Linked DNA regions of Mus musculus: regions 1, 3 and 4 are each linked to region 2. A link is a contact called in public promoter capture Hi-C data. All regions are on one chromosome and are shown on one strand. Each heading gives the region's core, a stretch centred on a gene start, on an enhancer-like site or on the middle of the called end of the contact. The rest is flanking DNA. Distances are from core to core; before and after follow the strand shown.

Evidence for each region. Promoter capture Hi-C pulls out the DNA fragments that hold promoters and counts their contacts.
Region 1: a contact with region 2 is called in a promoter capture Hi-C map of hippocampal neurons, with 10 times the contacts expected there. The contact joins the enhancer-like site here to the promoter of Pard3b in region 2. A contact is called at or near these places in 5 of 39 promoter capture datasets (cranial neural crest, embryonic stem cells, frontonasal cranial neural crest and 2 more) and 7 of 484 Hi-C or Micro-C datasets (the HL-1 cell line, cardiomyocytes, cerebellar granule neurons and 4 more).
Region 3: a contact with region 2 is called in a promoter capture Hi-C map of liver, with 5 times the contacts expected there. The contact joins the promoter of 4930487H11Rik here to the promoter of Pard3b in region 2. A contact is called at or near these places in 5 of 39 promoter capture datasets (embryonic stem cells, frontonasal cranial neural crest, hippocampal neurons and 1 more), 1 of 115 datasets of contacts at active chromatin or transcription factors (neural tube) and 1 of 9 other capture datasets (embryonic stem cells).
Region 4: a contact with region 2 is called in a promoter capture Hi-C map of liver, with 4 times the contacts expected there. The contact joins the enhancer-like site here to the promoter of Pard3b in region 2. A contact is called at or near these places in 4 of 39 promoter capture datasets (cranial neural crest, liver and second pharyngeal arch cranial neural crest) and 2 of 115 datasets of contacts at active chromatin or transcription factors (cardiomyocytes and stem cell-derived neural progenitor cells).

What each region holds. Positions count from the first base shown.
Region 1 is chr1:62,686,278-62,689,301 of GRCm38.p6, reverse strand. No RefSeq gene overlaps it. Among named protein-coding and RNA genes, the nearest start is that of Nrp2, 16 kb to the left of the region's middle. Within about 2 kb of position 1,676, at least 11 of the 459 cell types and tissues checked have an H3K27ac peak or open chromatin away from gene starts, as enhancers often do. A contact at or near this core is called in hippocampal neurons, where this site is marked.
Region 2 is chr1:61,637,127-61,640,323 of GRCm38.p6, reverse strand. Pard3b (par-3 family cell polarity regulator beta) reads right to left here and starts at 1,500. Exons shown (of 23, transcript NM_001081050.2): 1 at 962-1,500. The coding sequence starts at 1,081.
Region 3 is chr1:62,793,409-62,796,561 of GRCm38.p6, reverse strand. 4930487H11Rik (RIKEN cDNA 4930487H11 gene) reads left to right here and starts at 1,830. Exons shown (of 3, transcript NR_040601.1): 1 at 1,830-2,009; 2 at 2,091-2,166. All of the region lies in intron 15 of Nrp2 (neuropilin 2), which reads right to left.
Region 4 is chr1:62,733,284-62,736,579 of GRCm38.p6, reverse strand. The region is part of intron 2 of Nrp2 (neuropilin 2); the gene reads right to left. Among named protein-coding and RNA genes, the nearest start is that of Gm29083, 17 kb to the right of the region's middle. Within about 2 kb of position 1,854, at least 15 of the 459 cell types and tissues checked have an H3K27ac peak or open chromatin away from gene starts, as enhancers often do. A contact at or near this core is called in liver, where this site is marked.

The DNA of each region.
Region 1 (3,024 bases), core at 427-2,926, 1.0 Mb before region 2:
ATGAGGAGGTCTTCATCCAAAGGTAGGGAAGTGGTGTAAAACGGGGGTTCAGAGCATGAACTCCTGCTGCTGCTGCCTTGCGTAGAGACAAGCTGAAAGAGCAGCTGGAAATACCTCAGATCTCGCCTAAGGAAATAACTTTGTCTTTTGATGCTGTCAGTGGGGAATGTCCCAGGTAATGGGGGGAGTCTGCCTAGACACTTGAGCTTTTCCTTGCCTACCAGGAAACTCAATGAACTTATTCTCTATAAGGGCATCTCATGGACCCGTTCATGGAGGAAATCCAGGCAGCCTCTCAGGAGCTCCTTTCAGAGTTGATGTGGAGGTGCCAAACTGTTTCCAGGAACGGGGATGTTAGGAGTTGAACTGGGTGGGAGGTAGGCTAGATGACCTCTCAGGCTCTTCCAACAAAAATCAATTAATATTTATTATTTCGCATTATGGCCCGTGACATTAAAAATGTCAAAACTGACTTAATTAGGGCAAATAAGTACAATTAGGCCTGAAATGCAAAGAAAAGATGAAACGGGTAGAGTTAAGCCCTAAACCCAAATGTCCCATTTTTGCCTGTAAGCCACATCACATCATCACAGATACAAACTGGGGTCCAATAAGTAAGAGAGTGAACATCAAAATGTTGTGCTTCAGCCTAATGCTCCATCTAACCAGTATGGAGGAACAACAGCAAGCTGTGTGAGAGGCAAGAACACAGAAATGCAATCATGTCAATCATGAGGGAAATCCTGCAGCAGAAGAGGGGAGAGGTAGAGGATGCTGATAAGGTCCATGAATGAATTCCAGCATTTTTTCCTGATGCTGGAGACAATCTGAGGTACAGAGACCCAGCCTGTGGCTCCGAGCTGGCTCTAGCGTATTCCAGGGAGAGTGTGCCAATGCGATAGCTTTTTCTTAATTTCCTTTTCATCCCAAATGTTCTTTTTTTTTTTTTTTTTCATCTCCTGTGAGACTTCTTTCCCCCAGTGTGACAAATTTTCCAATTTTGTAATGGGAGCCAAGAGAAAATGGAATTCTCGTTTATAGAAATCCACTTTGTAGCCAACTTTCTTGAGATGCGTCTATCCCTGAAAGCTATTTCCTTCCTCCGAAAGGATGCAGCTGAGGTGTTTAGAGCCTGCTAAGTGGATCACCGACAATTTGCTCTTTTGGCTTGTGGAGATTAACAGCAAGGCCTTGGGGGTGGAAACGGGGTGAGGGTTCCTCTTCAGGCTTTCCTCAAGCTGTGCTGAGTCTGTTCTGGGAGCAGTGATTTTGCTGGAATAGGCACAGCAAATGGGTTGGGATAGCTCTGGACACCTCAGGGCACCAATGTCAATTATCCCTCCCATATCCCTCCCAACATGCTTGGGAATCTGGCTCGCCAGACAATTAGATGGAAGACAAGCCATCAGACAAAAGTGGCGTCACGGCATGTCCCTGTCCTAGTTCTGAAAGGCCACTGAGGATGTGTAGGAACATGGTAGGTCCTGATCTGTAATAGGGCTAGAACTCACGTCTGGCTGGCTCCTTGCCCTGGCTTACATTCTAATGGTTTCTCTTTGGGGCACATTTATGATTATGTAATGGCAAAACAAAGGCGCCTGCTAGTAAGTGAAATCATTTTTATACTATGTGGGTGACTTGCAGGCAGTGTGCACCGCCAGGCATTGACACATTCCAACGTGGGAAATGTACTTGAAGCGCAACAACTGGCTCTTCTCCATCTGTTCATGTTCCCCATTTGACTCATCTCTGCTCTGTAAATATTCTCCGACTTGTTAGCAAGCTGAGCAAATTTCAAAGCTCTGTGAATAAAGTGCATATAGGTCAGGAGGTACCTTTGCGGGAGACCCCCAAGGACACATAAACTTGCCTTACCAGGAGAAACCTTTCATCCATTTGACACTCACATCAAACTCTGTTTCTCATGTAGGCAAAAGGGATGTGAACAAAGATTAAATGAAGGCTGGTGGGGAACGCAACTGGCTGAAAAAGAAAGTGTGTGCCTGAAAGATAGACTGGAAATCTACCAACGGGGCATGGCGAGGAAAAGCAAATGTTCACAAAACAGCAAGCCAGAGAAATTATTAGCAAGCTAAAAACAAGAAAGAAAGAAAGAAAGAAAGAAAGAAAGAAAGAAAGAAAGGAAGGAAGGAAGGAAGGAAGGAAGGAAGGAAGGAAGGAAGGAACACTGTGGTTCTTCATGGGCTCTTCGTGAACAGTGCCCTCAGTTTTATCTTGAGGGTTTCCATTACATGTCTCAGGACACCATCTGTGACTTGCCATGGTGGTCATACAAAATGCTACCCAACTCCAGAGGACAGTGATTCAATGTATAGAAACAGCACCTGAATTTCTCAGGGCAAAGGATAAAGAAAAACTATGGAGTGTCTCTTGTGTGGTAGAGAAGAGCTGACGGATTCTATGCCTGCACCCACAGCTGAACGCGTACTAGAGGCTGGATGCCATTCGTAACCACACCAGCGTACATCCATTGAGAATTTGCTACAATCCAGGCACTGTTCCAATACTCTACAAGAGCAAGTCTATTTAATTTTCACAATAATGAGGTTGGGGTTTTAATTTTGTCCTCCCCTTTATAGATAAGAAGAGTTAAGCACATAGAGCTGTTATGGAGCCCAAAGTCATGCGGTTTGCCAGTATTAAGAGCCAAAGCATTGGGCATACACAAGTTGCTTATAGCCATGGGATATACATGTCCCAACCCAGTCAACAAATAATCCATGAGTTAACAGACAGACAGACAGACAGACAGACACATATAGTGAGTAGCACATCATAACCAATGCCAATGTAACCAATGCACAACTCCCACAGAGATCATTGCTATTGCTGGGTACAAGGTGTCTGCAAAGATTCATCTGCTGAGGGCTTCATCTTCAGCTGGTGGTGATGCTGAGAGGTGATTGAGTTGAGAAATGTTAACTTGAGTGGTGGGTTAATCCATACATAAGTCAGTGGCTAATCCGGGGCTCAGGAGGCAGGGCTGGCTAAGTAATGAGTCAC
Region 2 (3,197 bases), core at 251-2,750:
GCATTATGCGAACAAATATTAAAAGGACTAAAACAGGAGTTTGTCTACTAAAACAAGAGTTTGTGGCTTATCTGTTCGCGAGGTCGTTGAAGCATCCGAAACAGGCCATGGACGAACTGAAACAATTTTAAAGGTGCTTTTTAGAGAGTTCATTTAGAGGTTCCATAGAGGAAACCAGAACTCTCACAAGTCACCCAGATGCCTGACCAGAGTGCTGGAGTCCTGCCACTTGTGTGCTGGCTTTTGGCTGCTACTTATTCCTAACTTGAGCAGCAGAACAGTGGGTCAGCCTTACTTTGGGAGTAACCCAGAACCCACTACAACCATTCTCATTAGCTATGACTCATAGAAACTGTGGCATTCGCTGAATACACCCCAGTGCAGTAGCTGGCATAAGGGCAGCATCCCCACTGGAGCACCTCCTGCCCAGGTCACTGGGAGACCTCCCATCAAGCTGAGAACTCTCAAAGCACCAATAGCTATAACTTTGGAGGTGTTTCTTGAGCCAATCAATGCTCAAACTCCAAGGAGCCTCCTTAAGGCGGGACTTGGTCAGAAATCACACTTCAGGTGAGCAGCACAGGGTAACATCACAGTGTCCCCACAAGTAGGTTCTGGACCCCTACTCAAACACCTGGGGCTGTCTTACAGAACAGACTGGGTGTGTGGACTTGGGAGTAGGCCCCAGATGGCGGAGTTGTAAGGACCCCTCAAGTGAGTGGGATGCCGCCATTTCTTCTCCAGCCTCTGGATAGCAAGACAGGGCTAATTGGGTCCCTTAAATTAGCAGCCTGCAAAAGTTGTGGCTGCAGGCAGCGCTCACCAGCCGCTGGGGGTGATCTGAGCCCCAGAAAAAGCGCCACCTGGTCCAAGGCAACGGGCAGGTGCGTGGCCTAGGACACTTACTAAGTGAGCCCCGCGGTGGTCGCGCCCCATGCTCGCCCCCTGCGGCGCCCCTCACCTGGTCCCGGGTCTTCAGGTACCGCTGCAGCGCCTGCTGGGTGAGCTCGCGGACCCGGAGCTGGCCGTCCTTGCAGGGCACCACGATGCCCGTCCTCCCGAAGCACACTGTCACTTTCATCCTGGCCCTGGGCTCCCGCGCGGGGCTGGGCCGAACAGGTGCCTGGCCCCCAGGCACAGCCCCTCCGTCGGGGGACGTGGGGCGGACACGACGCTGTCCCACGCGTGCCTCCGGGACCGGGACCCACAGCTGCTCCCCTGCAGCCCCACGGGAGGCCGAGGGCGGGAACGCGGGCTCGGAGACGCGGGGACGCGGAGGGTCGGCCGGGCGCAAGCGGAGGCTCCACGCGCCAAAGTGAAACTGCGGGTGCGGCCCGGCCCGGCCCTGCCTCTGGCGGTGGCCCTAGCGACCGTGGCAGGGCCGGCCCCAGGCCCCGGGCTGGAGTGGGCGGCGGCGGCGGCGCGCGGGGCCAGAGTTGGGAGGAAACTTTTGCGCCGGCTCCCAACTCCTCCGACGCGCGCGGCGCTCTGGGCTCCCTCGGCCCGCGGGCCAGCCTGGGCCCGGCTCTTAAAGGGGCCGCGGCGCTCGCGGACCACAGAGCGCACCGAGGCGTTGCACCGAGCCCGGGGTTGCCCCAGTAACTAGACCTTGGGTAGCTTGTTGCCCGCACTTGGTTCTCTTTCTCCCTCACATGTACAAGGAGCTCCGGGAATTGTAACGGGATCTGGGAGCTACCACAGGGGAATTGAAACCGGATCTCATAAAGCACACTTGGAATAGATAGGAAACTGGCCTAGCAACTCCCTTAAAATGAGAGTTGGAGGGAGGTTCAAGGGAAGCTCCGGAGCAGGTGCTTTTGCCACACCTTCTAAAGTAGCCATAGAATTGAAGTACTGAGAGGTGGGACTGACTGAAGGCAGAGCTTTTGCTTTGGAGCCACAAGAGAGCTAGCTAAGCTGAGGGAACTTTAAGGCCACTGTGCAGGTGCCAAGTGTTCCACCGAAGATCACACCCAAAATCCAAATATGATAGGGTGTAAAAGTTTACACTTTTCCTTTTGAAGGGGGACTCCCTTTGTGCATCTGTTGACGAAAAGAACACCCTTGAGTCATGATTTCGCAGGTTCCTGTCCTCGAACAATTGAACCCAAGGTATGGGGAGAAGTTCTGATCAACAAGTAACGTCTGCATCCTTAATTCTTAAGTAAACAGCTCCTTTGAGCTGGAAAATAAATACTTTCCCCTTACCTTGTACAGAAAGAAGAGTGCTTGGCTTGCTGGGGGTGCGGTTCAATTTAGAACTTTTCCCTCCAGTCATCGATTTTCAGCACTGAAAGATTCAAAATCAAAACAGACTGGTGTTCAGAAACTGAGCAGGTGACACAGCTGGTTATGGTGCAAAGAACACAGGTCCTCCTATCTAAATCTCTAGTGGCTCCTGACAGTTTTTATGGCAATTTAGTGCATCCATAAGATCCCCCGGGGTATCCTCCATTTCCTACCAGAGTTGCTCCTATGTCAACTTAAACTGAGTTTGAGTTGCTGGGGATGGTTTGGTCCTAAATTATGGATCTGGGAGTTCTGATCTACTTACACTCCTACATTCAATATACATTGATTATGTCCCACGAAAGCACCTTATTCAATGTCAGTGGCCATGAAGAGGGTCATGTAAACTGAGTCAACTTGGAGGAAATACACAGTAGACAGCCTAGTTGGGTTGCAAATCTAACAGACTGATTTAGGTAAACCAAAGACAGAATTATTTTTGTCATAAAACCAGACAAAAAAATCCATTGAGCCACCCTCTGAGGCATAGTTGGAGGCAGGATCATGAAGTGTATCTTCAGGGACTATCTCCAGCTATTAACTACACTAATGTTGTCTCCATTCGCAGTGAAGTGGGCTCACAGGCGTTTCTCTGCTGAGTCTTCCACAGGAAATAGTAAAAATTGAGCACATGCAAATGCCAGGCATTAATGAGTGGTCTCACGCTATACTGAGAATTGTATGAAGGTTTGGAAAGCACAAAGCAAAGATTCTCAGCCGAGAAACAAGTGCACACTGCTTCCTCTGTGCCCCCACCCCCCACCCCCCACCCCCATCCCCGGTCCTTCACCGTGTCCCCAAACTGGTCTTCAACTCCAGTGGACCAGGGTTCTCTTCACATTACAAACTCTTACAGCCAGTAGGAGTTCTCCTCGGGTACCCAGAGCCTTCAGCTTCCTGGCTTTGAG
Region 3 (3,153 bases), core at 581-3,080, 1.2 Mb before region 2:
ATCAGTCTCTCCCTCGAAAATACACACACACACACACACACACACACACCTCTTCACATGGGAGTGTACTGTGTACATACATACAGGACCAGGCTCCCCTCAAGACACCTGGCAGCCTGCCCAGGAGAGGAGGGATGGGATAAGGCAAGGGGAGAAAACAACAGGGCCTGTCTCTGGAACAAAACCAACAGAGCCTTGGGTTGTGAAGTGCTTAGGGGCGGGTCTCTTCTGGGATTCCAGATGCAGCATTAGAGTTGGTTTAAAATCATTAGAAAAAAGCGGGGCGGGGAGGGGAGAAAGGAATAAAAGAGAGAAGATTAAAAAGGAAAGAAGAAAAGGAAAAAAAATAATGATTAAAAACAAACAATATCAGAGCAAAGAGAAACCGGAACCAAGAACCACAGAGAATGGTGTGGGGTACATGAGAGCGCTCAGGGTTGGGGACCCTGGAGAGAGATGTCTGAGGGTTCACACAGAGACTAGGCGAGGAGAAAAAAAGTGCAAAATCGAGGCAACGTGTTTGCAGTCTTTCTTGGGTTTTTTTTGGGGGGGCGCTGTTCCTGCTTCGGCCCTCAGCAGTGCGAGCCCCGCTCTTGCTCTAGCTTAATGGTTAGGGTGGGCTCGACCGCCAGAGGGGCCCCGTTGGTGTAGTGGGAGGTTTTGTAGGTGATGGAGTGATCGGTCTTCTTGGCCGCATAGCGGAACCGGTGGTAGTGGAGCACCAGGGCCAGGACGACGGAGGCCAGCACCAGCACGGCGCCCCCGGCCGCCATAACGTAATACCAGTAGGCTGGGATGGGCTGCACGGGCACCGTGTCCACTGTGGGCTCGGTCCCTGGCGGGAGGGTGCCCCCTGGGGGAGAGACACAGAGAGTGTTGCTAGGCTGAGAGCATGCGGACTCATAAAAAAAAATCAATTAAAAAAATAAAGAAAAAAAATAAAGAAAAGAAAGAGAGAAACACACATGCTTTGGGTCATACAGCAGGGATCCAGGGACTCAGGCGGTACTCGGCCTTCATATATACCAAGCCGTTTATTATCTGCAATCTCTTCGCTGGTCCCTTTATGCATCAGGTACTTTAACCCACTGTACAGATGAGGAAACAGGCTCACAGAGGTTCAATCGACAATTGCTGCTCACCTGGTAGTAAATATGTCTCAACCAAGAGTCCTACCCTTACATAGCTTTCTTTATTATTTAATCAGAATTACTTTACCATGTGTCAAAGCATTATAATTTTTTCTCTCATCTCTCTCTTCCTTTCTCTCTCTCTCTCTCTCTCTCTCTCTCTCACACACACACACACACACACACACATACACACACACACACACACACACTTCCACGCACACACACCACATACACACAATGATACTGCAGTATCTGCTGGAATTCAGATTGGTGAATTCTTCAAGTGGGTGGAAAAGCCATATTTGGTGTGGCTGGCCAGAATTCTCAACAATGTATTAATTAGGCTGGCTAGACTTGAAGGTAAATTCCACTTTGGTTTGCCAAGGTTTCTGTGCCCATTGAAATCAGCTTGGTCTTGTCTAAACAGGTCAATTACTACTGTCAAGCAATGACTAACCCGTCTTCATTTTTTTTTTAAACTGGATGGAGGATTTTAAAAGCAGATTGGATAAGGAGTTGCAGGGGGAAAAAAAGATATGAGCACAAAGCAATAAAGGAGTGTGAGAGCGAGGGACACCGAGCGAGGGAGCCTCATTCTTAACCGTGGAAAAGAGCGGGGAGAAGCTGGGGGTGGGGAGATTTAGGAGGCAACCGAGTTTACTGGCCAGCCTCTGGTTGCCATGGAGACGCTGTAGTAGAGTTTCGCTCAGGGTAACTCAGGGGAAAGACTGAATTGACTCCCACTCCATGCAAAACAGTGCTACAACTTGATTCTCCCAAGGATTTACATCAGATGAGAATCTGGCCCAGAAAGGGACTAAGGCGGTTTTGAGCTTGCCAAAGGCAGACATGATCTTTACTTCTGAAAAAGCCGATGTATGCTTAACCTATGAGAAATGCTTCTCGAGCTGCGGGCACCATGGGCGGATGGCTAAAACGTGCTTCCCTTACTTACAGGGTGTGCCGGAAGAGGGACAGATGAGCTGCCTATTCACAGCATCTGTTTGTGGACCCACCTTTGCTCACCACGCAGGCAGGGCCCCCGGCTACCTTTCTTCTCTCCACCCCCACACCCCCACCAGACTTAGAGCTCCTGAAGCAGAGGAAGCCAAGACTCAGCCTCCACCGAGGAGGACATGCAGTGAAGGTGCCCTGTAAATGCCTTATGAAGCAACTGCTGACCCGAGGCCCACACCCCCAGTTCTCAATTTCTCCCGACCCCACAGCCTGGTCCCCAGATAGCTGAGTAGTATGTCAGATCTCATGTCTCCTCAGAAGTGAGAGAAAAATGAGAGAATGTTTCTTAGAAAATCTGATGAAGCCTGCCCATCTTGCTAGTTCTGAATTACTGCTTCCGTCAATTTGGGGATCCCCTTCCGTCAGGGTGCAGTTTCACCTTGTAGACCACCAAAAGTCCTCCAGTGTTGGAAGAGCTTTGACCAAGACGAGTTGCTTAGCATACGACTTGATAACCACATCTGTATCTTTAGGATGAAAAAGACCCCATTATCCTAGGACTCCTAAAAGCTGTTTCTACTACTACCTTATCCTTTTCCAAAGACCCCATTATCCTAGGACTCCTAAAAGCTGTTTCTACTACTACCTTATCCTTTTCCGTGTGACTATATGGTCTTTTCCTTTCCGCTAAAGTGTTTTCATCCTCTTTTGTTTGTTATCTTGAGAAAGGTTTTCACTTTTTAGCAGAGGCCAGCCTGTAATTCACCATGTAGCTAGCCTTAAACAATCCCCCTGCCTCAGCCTCCCAAGTGGTGGGACTACAAGCATGAGCCACCACACCCAGCTCTAATTTCCATCTTTTAATTTTTTCATTTATCTTCTCCTCCCCCCCTCTCCTCTCTCTCTCTCTCTCTCTCTCTCTCTCTCTCTCTCTCTCTCTCCTCTCCTCTCTCTCTCTCTCTCTCTCTCTCTCTCTCTCTCTCTCTCTCTCTCTCTTTCTGTCTCTCTCATTGGTACTCAAATTGAGAAATTTACATACAAAAAAAAGGAGAGAGAGAGAAAG
Region 4 (3,296 bases), core at 605-3,104, 1.1 Mb before region 2:
CCCTCCTCACGGACTATGTACATTTGGAAAATAAAGCGGAAAAATAAAATTTGGCGAATACATCCACTAAAAAACTTCTAAAAGAACTGAGAAAAAAAAATTTAAGCTTTAACCCTTTCTGAGCCTCAAAGCCCAGGGGAAAGAGGGCTGAGGAGATGGCTTAGAAGGAATGAGCTTGCTAGACAAGAGTGAGGGCTTGAGTAAAAGCCTCAGAAGCCAGGTCAGGCTGGAAACAGTAGCATCTGTCTATGGTCCCATAGCCCCTATTGTGAGACCAAAGGTAGAGATAGAAGATGCCCGGGATGCTTGCAGCAAGCTAGACCCTGTCTCAAACAAGGGAGAAGGCAAAAGCAGACCCCCAGTGATTGCACTCTGACTTCATACACGCACTATGGGGCACCAGCACCTTCGTGTGTGTGTGTGTGTGTGTGTGTGTGTGTGTGTGTGTGTAATCACACACGCACTACATACAAATACTTTTGAAATGAAGATACAACAGTAAAAGAGAGCTACTAGGAGTGTTCCTCCTCAGTTAGGAGCTTTGCATGACTGAACCTCATCTGCATAAAGAGTTACTACAGTGTCTGGCACTCAGTTTGTGCTTAAGGAAACTAACTGGTTTGTCAAATTCTCACACCCGTTTTGGAGGCAAAGAGGTTGAGCCATGCACATAGATGATGCTTCTCTGAAGAGACAGGGATCCAGGAGTAGGAGTTCAGAGACTGGAGATGGAAGCTCTTCAAACATTCGGAAGGTACTTTTTTGGTTTTTTTTTGGCAAGAATGAGACAAAGTTATCCTGTATGTAGCCTTTAAGCCAGGACCTTAGGATTTTTTTTCCCCTAAGAAAACAATCAGAGAGTGGTGTGAGGATGTATATGCATTCTTATGAGTGTTTTTTTCAGAAGCATATGAAAAGTGAGAAGATGTTTCCCTTATAAATAGCATCATGTTGAAAAATCCAACTCGGGAGGGCGAGCAAATCAATTCTGGTGTATTTATAAAACGAAGAATTCAGTGGCTACAGAGAAGCAGTGTGGCAGGTCTGGACTTTTTTGGCTCTATAGGAAAAAAGTTCATGATATACTATTAATGTAAAAAGAACAGATTTTTAAAGTCCATCTTAAAATGTACACATGAATTTTCTTGCCTAAGCAGCCAGAAAACTGAAGTTGGAAAAAAAAATAGCCTAATCTAAGATGCTAGCAGAGCTACATCACCAATAGGGTAACTCCAATTTCTTTGTTTTCTTCTGCTATCTGAGTTAGTATTGTAAGTTCACTTTCCTTCGATAAGAGTAGATTCATAAAAAGAGCCGCAGTCCTGAAGTTTTCAAAGTAGAAACGCTGAGAAAAACAATCCTTATGATTTATTTGGGATGGGCAAGCTGTGCTTGCCAAAATCCTGTCCCTTGGGGACTGAGACGGGAGGGTCAGAGTTCAAGGCCAATTTAGGCTATGCAGGATTCTGTCTCAAAAAATCCAAACAATAACAACAACAACAACAACAACAAAAAAAAAAAAAAAAACAAAAAAATTAGCAGATAGGTGTGGATTCTCTTCCAATATCACTTTACCATCCATCTCATTGAGCTGGAGTATGTAGAACAAAAACCACAATAGTCATGACATGTCAACATAAAAAGAATAGTATTTCAGATATCATACTCAATGAATAATATTTTTTAAATATAATTTAAAAACCCTGATATGTGGCTTTATGTTGGTGTTTTACATTTTATTTACTTATTTATCTATTTACAAAGGATACCAAGATCTTGCCACTCCACTGGCTAGTCCTCAGAAGTGGGCAGGTTTTGTCAGGCTGCCCAATCACCTTTGGAGTCATTTAAAGAATGATTGACAGAATCGGTCTGAAGGAAGGCAGGGCTACCAACAAAGGCCATAGCTGCCATTGCTAAGGGCTTGCCTCAGGTCACTCAGTGACCACACCGACCCCATGTCTTTTTTGTAACCTGGGCAGCAACAAACCCGTGTTTACTTTATCTATACACACCCAGTGAAGGCGGTGTACATTGAACAAAAGTTCCTCCAAGCCAGTGAGTCACACTCTCTCTGTGCTTTTTAGTTAAGGGGACCCCCCCCCCCCAATCGCTTTGTGAAGCAAATAACCAGTCCTTAAATTTAGGAAAACTGTTTTTTGTTTTTTTGTTTTTTGTTTTTCTATCACGCGTGCTTGAGGGAGACAAGACCAGGAGTTACAAGTTGGCATGCAAGTGTGTTCTCCCTCCAGGGTCCTGGCTGCACCCTGTGGACGAGTTCCGCCTCACCATGTGGCCTTCTAGAAGGGCTTTTGATAGAAAGGGCACAGTCCCAGTGACACACTGACTTCATATAGAATGTCTCATTTATCTCCTGTGTGATAGAGTCATTTGGGGAAGTTTTTTATTATTAGGGATTTGCTGCAGCTGGAGCAAATCTCCTTAGAAACTTCAGCGTTGTCAGGTTCATTTGGGAAGGGCTCGGAGGAGGCTCAGGAAGTTTGTGGCTTTGGAATAAACGCAGGCTTTGCATGCAGCCTTGAATCTCCAGTGTTTGTTTGATCAAGAAGTCTGGGGTGCAGACTCGAGCTTCACCCCAAGGACAGTGAAACTGGATAACTTGAAAGTTGCCCTCTTTCCCAGCCTATTACTGCCTCCCAGAAGCCAGCATGAGGCAGCTAACAGACATATTAACTACAGTGTTTGCATTTCATTATTCGTAATCTCTCGCAAATGAAAAAATTCCTTTCGAAGCTTTCACACTACCTCTTCGTATTTTAGTTATTTATTTTCTTCCCCTGAGCCAAAGTGGCCATCTTTAGCTCATTCTTGTTGTCTCACTCAGAGGGTCCCTGAGTACTTTTTTTCCTGTAACTCACAGCTTGTGACATCTGCACTGGCAGCGGGTGTCTAGAGAATGCTTCCTCCTCTCTCTCAGCTTCAAAGTCTTTATTTTCCCCCCCAAATCCACATTGGGGATGGGGGAGGCAGGAATTGGCATCAAAATATGGGCAGTGGAATTAATGTTCTGAGGGGTGGGGGGGGGGAGGGAGGGAGGGAGAGAGAGAGAGAGAGAGAGGGAGAGAGAGAGAGAGAGAGAGAAGAGAGGTGCCATCTCTCCCTCCCATCACACGGAAAACATGGAAGAACTCTGTGTCCGCATCTCTGTCCCATTAGGTCACCCAGACTAGGCTGGCTACTGCTGATGGTGCGGAAGGCTCCCCCTGGCTAAGGCCCTTGTTTAGAGCAGTTTAAGGTCTAGCTTGGGTCTTGCCTGCTTTTCTGGGTGCACATAT